Linked DNA regions of Mus musculus: region 2 is linked to region 1. The links are chromatin contacts, called in public promoter capture Hi-C maps. All regions are on one chromosome and are shown on one strand. Each heading gives the region's core, a stretch centred on a gene start, on an enhancer-like site or on the middle of the called end of the contact. The rest is flanking DNA. Distances are from core to core; before and after follow the strand shown.

What was found. Promoter capture Hi-C pulls out the DNA fragments that hold promoters and counts their contacts.
Region 2: a contact with region 1 is called in a promoter capture Hi-C map of liver, with 2.9 times the contacts expected there. The contact joins the promoter of Adora1 here to the promoter of Ppp1r15b in region 1.

Annotation. Positions count from the first base shown.
Region 1 is chr1:133,128,280-133,133,455 of GRCm38.p6, forward strand. It overlaps Ppp1r15b (protein phosphatase 1, regulatory subunit 15B), which reads left to right and starts at 2,887. Exons shown (of 2, transcript NM_133819.3): 1 at 2,887-5,176. The coding sequence starts at 3,468.
Region 2 is chr1:134,232,553-134,237,728 of GRCm38.p6, forward strand. It overlaps Adora1 (adenosine A1 receptor), which reads right to left and starts at 2,905. Exons shown (of 2, transcript NM_001008533.3): 1 at 1,463-2,905. The coding sequence starts at 1,803.

The DNA of each region.
Region 1 (5,176 bases), core at 1,637-4,136:
CAGAGTGAGTTCCATGATAGACAAACAAACAAAGGAGCAAGTCATCTAAGTCATGCGTTATGACCTAGAACCAAGACAGAATTTCTGGAATAGCCCCTAGCCATACTGCAGCCATTTTGTTCTACTGTATTTATGTGAAGGACTTTCCAAGCATTGGTGATTATAAAATATCAATCACCTGCCATCATTTACTTAACTAGGAAAGAAACTTATCTCATCAGATGAAGTGTGCTAATCCTTGCGGTATTTATGTATAAATTTATTCTCTTTAAGCTTCTCTAAAAAAATAAATAAACTCATAAATAGACAATCTTGTGGATCTTACAGTATTAAACATTTAGCCAAGCATATGTAAATTTTGTCACATCCATTTATTAGGTTTTTCTTTTATTTTATAATATGTATTTGTTTTGTTTTGTTTTGTCTGCATGCATGACTGTCCACCATATGTATGCTAGAGGAGGCCAGAAGGCCTTGGATCCCCTGGAACTGGAGTTACAGACAGCTGTGAGTAAATCTGTGGGTGTTGGGAATTGAACCCAGGTTCTCTAAAAGAGCATCCAGTGCTTTTAACTGCTGAGCTGTCTTTCTAGCCCTTCATTTTACTAGTATACAAATTTACTTATGCCTTTAATAAATGGTATAACTATAGGTATATAAAATTGTTTTAAACTAAATTTATGAGTCATTATCAGTAAATGTTTGTCTTGTATACCATTACCTGTGATCACATAAAACTGTCTTGGTGAAAAGAGACTGTGGAGAATTTTTAAGACATTCTGACCTAGGGGTTGAGGAGGTGGGGAAAGAGCTTGGGGTACTAGCATGAGACCTGAGGTCAGAGTCTCAGAACAAGGCAAAAACAAGAGACAAAAAAGGCACTGGAACCATGACTTGAGCGATAATTACCTGCTCAGGATCACAGGAAGAGAACACGATAAAAACATATTACACAAATGGAAGAAATTCTGAACTAACGAAACAAACAATTAAAAAGGAATCGCACAGAGATTCTAATGTGTCATTTAAAAACCAACTTAGGGGAACTTTCTACAGAGAACAGTTCCTCCTCATTGGGAAATTGAAACGTTGGTACAGTTCTTTCATTACTGCCTGGACTGGAGGGTACATTTACAGGAAGGGCTGGTGCAAATTGTTAAACGCCACTAAAAGGCGTGAATCAGCCTTGAAAAGGAGCAACAGATTCTGACCCGTAGGGCCATTGAGGCCTCAAGCAGACCTTGACCTTCAAGTTGAAACTGGGAGTGTAAGTAGGTATACACCACAAGAAAAGGTGAGGTCTTTCCTCTAACGCTCGGAGGAAGGACAAGTCCTGTGCTCCAGAGGAGGAGCCGCAGAAGCGAAGGCTGGAGAGCATTCGGGCAGCGCAGGCTGAACAGAGCCTTTCTTTATTTTGTAGGCAGTGGTAAACAATGGAGGATTGTAAAGAAGAACGAGAGCAGAATATTAGCTAGTGTTTGTGTTCCTACCCTCTCTGCCTGGGGATACAGCCCCTCACCCAGCGGTTAGATGATCCTCTCGGCTTCACCCCAAAAGGAACTGAAGCCCGAAGTAACTTATTTGCATACTCGGACCTCCTGCTACTATGAAAAAAACGACTCATTGCTAATTACGTTTTCCTAAAGCTTTTAGGATTAAGAAACCAGTTACTGCCAGACACAAGTAATAAGATGTTGTGGGGGCGTAAACAGTAAAAACTCTTGGTTTCAGGGAAGAAAGAGCTTGTTCCTTGCTCAACAAGTCATGAGGATCAGCTGACCCTCCCCCAGGGCAGCAAGATTCTCCTCCTTAGTGTAACCACTACGCTCTGTGATAGCCACTTGGTCTTTGCATTGTGGATTAAAATGAGAATAAGAAAGTGAACTAAAGACCAGGCATGGTGGTGCATGCCTTTAATCTCTTTGCTGGAGAGGAAGAGACAGAACTAATAAGTTCAAGGCCAGCCTGGTCTACATCGCCAGTTCCAAACAGTCAGGGCTCTGTAGAGAGACCCGGCCTCAAATAAACAAATAAATAGATAAGTAAGAAAAGAAAAAAATAAAAATAAAAAAGGAAGAAAGAAACCAAACTAGTAAGAGATAAATCAGCCAGTACTTGGTTGGAAGGCCGAGGCAGAAAGATTGTGGTTAGTTTGAGGCCAGCCTGAGCTTCATAGTAAAATCTGTTTCAAACAAACAAAATCCTCCCCTTATTACAGTAATTAAAATTAATCAGCCAATATTTTTCAGAGGACAAAAGTCACCAATGTGTTATCCTTCGCCGGATGCTCTACTCTGTGGCTCTTGTTACTGAGGAAATAAGTGAATTGAACGCGCTGTTTCTGAGTTAGTTAACAGTTATCTTCCCACCTGTGACTTCAGCTTGCTAGTAACACCGCGTTTTTCTTTCTGAGGGGTATTTTGTCAAATGGACCCTGAAAGATGTCCAAATTAGATCACAGGCAATGCTAGAGACTTAGAAATCCTAAAGCAGAGGGGACAGGAATGTGTGAGTGATTCAGTTTCACTATGATTCACTAGGGATGATGTGTGTCTTAGCACCAGGCGAGTTGGTTATACAGCACTGCCTACATCGTTTCACTCCAGTCTTCCTACGCCCTTAATAGGAGAAGACCGATACACGTGTCAGATAAGCGGATAATTTGCCTAGCAATCGGATCCATAAAAAAGGGCTCGGGAGAATTCTCGGGTTCTCTTGAAACCCACTCACCTCCCCAGCCATTCCCTTTGACCTAGAGGGTGGGGCGCGGAGTCTCCTAGGAGACCAGAATGAACTGACTGCGCAAGCGTACATCCTAGGTCCGGCTGATGCAACTCGCCGCGTGCGAGCCCCGCTCTACCCCGAGTAAGGAAGCCGACAGGGACCACAGACGCGGCCAATCAGAGGCCACGCACGAGGGTGAGGCAAGTCCGCCTCTCGGGAGGCAAGGGTGGGGGTTCGGCGAATGACGTGAGGCGCCGCTGGGCGGTAGGGAGTAGACGCCCTCGGTCCTCCGTCTCGCCCTGCAGCTTCCGGGTGTGCGGCTGCGGCCATTTTGAGCTTCGCTTCTTTGCGCCCTCGCCTGCCACCCAGCCACCCTTTCCGCCTTGGCGTTTCGCGCCTCCGTGCGGGCCACCGGAAACGCCGCCGTCGTCTCCGTCGCCGCCGCGCGAGGGAGGGTCTTCTCTATGGTGGAGCGATCTCACACGGCCTAGGACGTCTCCTTCCCTAGCCGGGATGGACCTAACCGCGGTCGCCACCGCTTGCGCGGGCCTCTGGGCCGTCCGGTGCAGCACTCGTTGCGGAAGCCGCCGCTCTCTGGGCCTCCTCTGCCGGCGCGGGAATCGGACTGCAGTACCCACTCCGTGGCTGGGCAAGGCGGAGACTGTGTAGACCTCGGATCCAGCCTGCGCTGACGCCGCTGAGCTCTGTCCTCCTCCTGTCTGAGAAGCCGCCAAGGAAAGGAGATGGAGACAGGAACGCACAGGGCCCGGAAGCGGCCTGGCCCTCGGCTGGGCTCCTGGTTCCGGCTGCCCTTCCTTCGGCGATCGCACGCCTGCTCTTCGGAGTTCCCGCCGCCTTCCTCTCGACAAAATCCCGGGAACTCCGCTCTGCCCGAGCGTCGGACCAGGTACTGGACCAAATTGCTTTCTCAGCTCCTTGCCCTGCTCCCTAGCCTATTCCAGAAGCTGCTGCTTTGGAGCCAGCTTTTCGGGGGCCTGATTCCTACCAGATGGCTAGATTTTGCCGCAAGTTACAGCGCCCTGAGAGCTTTGAGAGGACGGGAGGAATCTGCCGCTCCCACGGTGCAGAAGTCTCTGAGTTCACTGCGGCTGGACTCTTCGGAAGACTTGGTTGTCAGTTCTCTTGATTGGCTAGAGGAGGGACTCCAGTGGCAGTGCTCGTCCTCAGACCTGGAGTTAAAACTCAAGGCCCAGGAAAGAGCTTTAGACTCTGCAGCGCCCACTTTCCTCCTGGAGCAGCAGCTGTGGGGAGTGGAGTTGCTGCCCAGTAGCCTTCAAGCTGGTCTAGTCTCCCACCGAGAACTTGACTCTTCATCCTCTGGGCCTCTGAGCGTTCAGAGCTTAGGTAATTTCAAGGTAGTTTCCTATCTCCTGAACCCTTCCTACCTGGACTACCTTCCCCAGTTAGGGCTGCGCTGTCAGAGCAGCGCTGGAGGTGGCCAGTTTGTGGGTTTCCGAACACTAACCCCAGAGAGCTGCTATCTTTCTGAAGATGGTTGTCACCCTCAGCCGTTGCGGGCAGAGATGTCGGCAACCGCCTGGAGAAGGTGTCCGCCTCTCTCTACAGAAGGCCTGCCGGAAATCCACCACCTTCGTATGAAACGGCTAGAATTCCTCCAGGCTAACAAAGGGCAAGAGTTACCCACCCCTGACCAAGATAATGGCTATCATAGCCTGGAGGAGGAACATAACCTTCTCCGGATGGACCCACAACATTGCACAGATAACCCAGCACAGGCGGTGTCCCCTGCTGCAGACAGGCCGGAGCCCACTGAGAAAAAACCAGAATTGGTGATTCAAGAAGTTTCACAGAGCCCCCAGGGAAGCAGTCTGTTTTGTGAATTACCCGTGGAAAAAGAATGTGAAGAGGACCACACTAATGCAACTGACCTCTCAGATAGAGGAGAGAGCCTTCCTGTTTCTACCAGACCAGTTTGTAGCAACAAACTGATAGATTATATTTTGGGAGGCGCCCCCAGTGACTTGGAAGCCAGCTCTGATTCTGAAAGTGAGGATTGGGGCGAGGAACCTGAGGACGATGGCTTTGATAGCGATGGCTCCCTGTCTGAATCAGACGTGGAACAGGACTCGGAAGGCCTTCACCTTTGGAACTCTTTCCACAGTGTAGATCCTTACAACCCCCAAAACTTTACAGCCACGATTCAGACGGCTGCCAGAATTGCCCCCAGAGACCCATCAGATTCAGGGACATCCTGGTCTGGCAGCTGTGGTGTAGGGAGCTGTCAGGAGGGACCCCTTCCGGAGACCCCCGACCATAGTTCCGGGGAGGAAGATGACTGGGAACCGAGTGCAGATGAAGCAGAGAATCTTAAATTGTGGAACTCTTTCTGTCATTCTGAGGACCCCTACAACCTTTTAAATTTTAAGGCTCCTTTTCAACCGTCAGGGAAGAATTGGAAAGGCCGTCAGGA
Region 2 (5,176 bases), core at 1,655-4,154, 1.1 Mb after region 1:
TGAGGCCCAGCCCATCTAATGGACTGAGACTAGCTTGACTGGTACAGGCCAGCAGCCCGGGGCTAATGGCAGCGTGAAAGGCCCTGGGAACAGAGCTTGCCAGGCTTCTGGGCTGTTTCCTTTCCCCTGGAACAGCAGCAGCCTGTGCCCCCACCTTCCTTGGGAAACCTTGGGGCCGTGAGGGAGGTAGGCTGGGAGTGATAGGGAGAGGCTGACATGGGGGGGGGGGGGGAGTTCCAGGCTCAGGAATCAGAGGGAGGACATGGTTGGATAACGCTCTCCACACCTGACTCCAGGGAGATCCCTTGAGCCTGCTTCCTCTCTTCCAGTTCCTGCCCCGCCTCCCACACTGGACACAGGGAGCGAGGGAGCGTGTGACACGAAAAGAGGCTGGGAAAAGTGAAACGTGCTTAAACGTGACCAAAGGGAGGACTACCGGTGCCCAGGCCTGCCCAGGCACACTGCCAAGGGAGGCCAGAGGCCCCAGGTTCCAGATAGGGGAAGGAGGAAGCTGCATAAAACAGCAGGTGCTGAAGATGGCTAAAGCTCACCCTTAGAGAACCTACTGGTGACAAGAATTCAAAGAAGGGGGAAACACACTCAAAAGAGTGTCCCAGCAGAGCCAGTTCCTGGCAGGGTGCCCAGGCACTTGCTGGCATTTGGTGACCCAGGCAGTGCCTGGTGCCAAGATTATGGCTTGGTAGGCCTGGGCAGGGATCCTCAAGGGAGATGGACCCCCCACTATGAGGGGTGTCACCATTAGGCTTCCCACCCTGAGCTGCCTAGAAACAGCAAAAGCATCTCCGCAGGCAACAGCCAGAACAGGAAGGGCAACACCAGCCTGCTCCCTGCCTCAGGGGAGGCTGGGCAGAGGCAACTAGCCCTCTGGGCTCAGCAGGACAGCGCGGAGGGTGGAGTTGGCTGGTACAGAAACATTTGCCGAACAAGTGAGCTAAACAGTGCCTTCTGGAAGCCAGCTTGGTCTGGTCCGAGAAGCAGCAGCACCCTGGGTCCTGGTGTGCCACCCTCTGCATGTCCTCATCTCTCTCCTGAAGCTTTTCTCTCCTCCTTTCCCAGTCCGGTGGAACCCAGATCATTCACAAGCCTATACTGGCTGTCCCTTGTCTTGCCAGCCCTTCCAAATGTTCCAGTCCCACTCCAGGCCCGACCTCACCTGCTCCCTCAGACTCTCTGGTTGCAGAGGCTCCAGGTCCCTGCACTGAGGTCATGGGCACTGTCAGGATGGTAATTCTCTGACACCCAGCCCCTCCTGTTTCTCTCACTGCAGCTCTGCTGAACATCCCCATACAGAGCCCAGGAAGGCACTTTGGGCTGGGATCCAAATGCCCGGAGAATACCTGGCTGACTAGGAGGCTTATGTGTGCTGACTTTCATCTTCTCTTGCTCATCCCCAAGCCCCACACAGGGTTGCACAGAGTACCTTGGGCTGCTATGAACTCACCGGAGAGGGATCTTGACTCGGAGGTACCGATCCACAGCAATAGCAAGCAGAGCCAGGATGGAGCTCTGGGTGAGGATGAGGACAGGACAGGCCACCATGAGGCAGGTGTGGAAGTAGGTCTGTGGCCCAATGTTGATAAGGATGGCCAGTGGGATGACCAGGGCGCCAACAGCCACATCAGCTACCGCCAGGGATACGATGAAGCAGAAGGTAGCATCGCGAAGTGCCTGGTTCACCTTCACAGCCCAAATCACCAGTACATTTCCGGGCACAGAGACCAAGGCAATGAGCACCTCGATGCCAATGTAGGCAGCCTGGAAGGCCGAGATGTACGGCGGCATGGTGGGCAGGAGCTGGGCACATCAGCAGACAGGCGCCCTGGGGCGCGAGGCCAGCACCTGTGGTCAGGAAGCCTGCGGTGGGGATGCCAGCCTGGGAAGGAGGGGGACATAGGCAGCCCTGCGAAGATGTGCCCCAGTAAAGTGATGCAGTGCCTGCCCAAGCTGGCCAGACACTCAGGCTCACTATCTGCTTAACCTCTGTCCCCTCCCCTTGTCCTTAGAGGTTCCATTCAGCAACTTAAAATAGCAGCACTCACTCCACCACTGGTTTTTGTATCAGGTGTGAGGTGGCTCCCTGTACACTTACTCCACAAGGATCCCCTGTGAATCCACAGTGCCCACAGGTGTCCGCCGACCCGGAGGCAAGGAGCTCACCATCCTGCCTGCCAACCGGTAGGGGGTCCCAAAGGCGTTGCCCTAAGTTCCCCGGGCGGCTTTCCGGAGCCGCGCCGGGCAGGGTTGGGTTCTGGGCACCGCGCGCGCATCGGCTCATCGTTCTCCAGGCTCCCGCCGCTGCGCTCCCAGCCCGGCCTTTCAAGCAATCACATGGTGTGGCAGAGGCTCAGCCCCGGACGCCTTTAAAGAGGTAGTGCCCCTGTTTCGTACCTGGGACTGGATGGCAGGCGTGATTCTGAGGGACTAAGCCCAGGACCTGGCGGGTCCACCGGCTCCCATTCCCCGCGTGCGCGCACGCCTACCCTGTGCCCACCCACCTGGGACGCCGCTGGTGCCCGATTCTTAACAGAAGCCTGGTCCAGCTCCAGCTCTGCCCAGAATCCTTACCCATCGACTGCCCCAAGGGGGACACCCCAGTCATTTCATCCACCCCTTTCCTGCACACTCATGATGCACGAACTGAGCCACAGACTTACCCAAGGTCACACCAAAGCTGGCAGAGCGCCTGGCCACCTGAACTGTCTAGCCAAGTATCCCCAGACCTCAAAACCTTGGGCAGTCGCTCCCTCAGAGGATGCCAGGGGAACCCAGGGCTAGCCAGTTATGTCCAAGGGGTGGTAGCCAGCCGAGACTCCACTCTGGCGCCGGCGCCTTCGTCGCCCCCGGCGCGGGAGCTGAGTGACAATCGGGCTCCGCACACCGGGAGGGGGAGGGGGCGGGGGCGGGGGCGGCGGCGGCACCCGCGGGCCCCTCCCTCGTCGCCCTCCGTCTCCTCCCCTACCCCCTCCTCTAAACAAAGGAAGTGATTCAGTGTGAGAAAAGCTGGGAAAACGTGAGCGTCTCGAATGGTGTGATGTATGGATCCGGCCTCGGGACAGGGACAGTACCGAGGTGCCGATTCCCGTGTTCCCTCTTTCCCTTACTCCCTCCCTCCCTTCTCAATGCAGCAGGCGGACAGCCCAAGCCCTAATCACCTGCGGGACTCAAGAGGGCCCCTCTCTGGTCTCCCACCGCCACCAACCATTGGCATCTGGGCGCCTCCCCTAATCTTAAAACCTACTCTCTTCAGGAAAGCAGTCCCAGCACTGTCAGGAGCGCACAGGCTTCCCGCACACACGTTACTTTGCAGGCAGTCTCCTGAGTCATAGCCCTTTCTCATCCATCGCTCAGAGTGCTTTTCAGGCTCTTCGTAATTTCCATTTTGCAGATGAGGATGCTGAGGCTCAGAGAAATGACCCCCACTGTCAGTGTTACACTACTATGCTCCTTCCCCTCCCCCTCCTCCTCCTTCTCCTTCTCCTTTCTGCCCCAGCACCTAAGACTACACAGTATCTAGTCCAATCCCTTGTGCTCCAGAAAAAGATTCAGGCTGGGAAATGAAAGGAACTTGCCAAAGACTAACACACTGAAGCACCAGCACAGTGCCCTTCCCACAGTGCCCTCCCCACCTCGCCCTCCCCCACAGTGTCCCTGGCCCTCACTTCATCACTGGCTCACGCACAGCCCCAAGCCTTCCCTCTCAGTGCCTTATAGAGAGATCCCACCCTGAGAAATCCTGTTTGTTGGTCAAGGGTCTGCACTGTACAGTAGCTGGGTGAGTCAGGCTAGGGGAAACCCTACAACCTGCTGCCCCCTTGCTGGATCCCAGCTGAGGAGAAGGGCTCTGCCCACAGGAGGGAGAGCAACTTCTGCTGGGGTGTGCTGCAGGAGCACAGGAAGGAGCAGTTTCCTCTGGAACCTGGGTGGCTGGGAGGAAGGGTGGGAGCTATTCGGTTTTCTCCAGAGAAAGAAGCCCAATGAGGGGAGGACACTTCCAGGAGACCCAGGGCTTCACTTCCACTTCCACCCTCAGACAACAGGGGACTGTGAGTTTGATGACAAAAGATCAGCTCATCCATGACAGGCATCCTTCCTGCCTACCTCCCATTCCTCCCTACTCCTAAGAGCAAGCTGCCATCCTGCCCCTGCCCATACCATGCGACATGAGGCTGAGATCTGCATGGCATCTGTGCCTCTTGGCTCTTTCTTTCCTTGACTCAGGGCCTTTAAGGCATAAAGCCTTTCACATAATTAATTTTAATTTTTTAAGACAAAGACTTGCTATGTAGCTCAGGTTGGCCTCGAACTCAGTCATTTTAGCTGTCTCATTCCAATACTGGAATGATAGACACAATCCAGCACGGTGTTAGGCAAAGTGAGTTTTTCGTTGGTTGGTTGGTTGGTTGGTTGGCTTGGTGCTGAGGAATGGAACTCAGGACTCTTGTGTGCTAGCCTTGCATTCTGCAGCTGAATTATATCTGTGATCCTCTTTTAAGTCTTGATTTGCTTCTTGTCAGCCCTATGGCAAGTTCACCATGGGGCCAGCCAGTGGCCTCAGGGAGAGGAGGACACTGTGGGAGGACCAAGGCTGAGCAGGAAGACCCAAGGGACTGGATGGACCCTGTGCCAAACGTGATTGCTGTTTTTCACACATGCCCCGACCCCTGACTAGATGAACCTCCTACCATGGCCATTTGACTCCCTACACACAGCACACGCACACGAATTTCGCTGCCTCCAGCAGAGTCCTAGTCTGATGGCAGCTCCATCAGGAATGATACCTAGAAGGTATGGGATCCGCACAGGCTGGTTGAAGGAGAGTTTGATACAGAGTGCTTATAAAAGGACAAGCAAGAGGCCAACAAGGTAGAGGTTGGGTGAATGAGTTTATTGCTGAGCCGGACAACCTGAGATCAATCCTCAAGTTCCACAATATGGAAGAGGAGAACTGTCTGTCAAGGGCTGTCTGTCTCCTGACCTCCATATGTGCACTGTGGCACTCCCACACACATAGACACATGCACTAAATAAATAAAATGTAATAGACTTAAAAAAAAAAAAAAAAGCAGGCAGTGCCAGGCCAATGGGGAGAAGGGGAGGAAAGGAGAGTCCAAAGTTCAAAATGCTGAAATCTGCCCCGTGCTGATAGTGGAGCTAT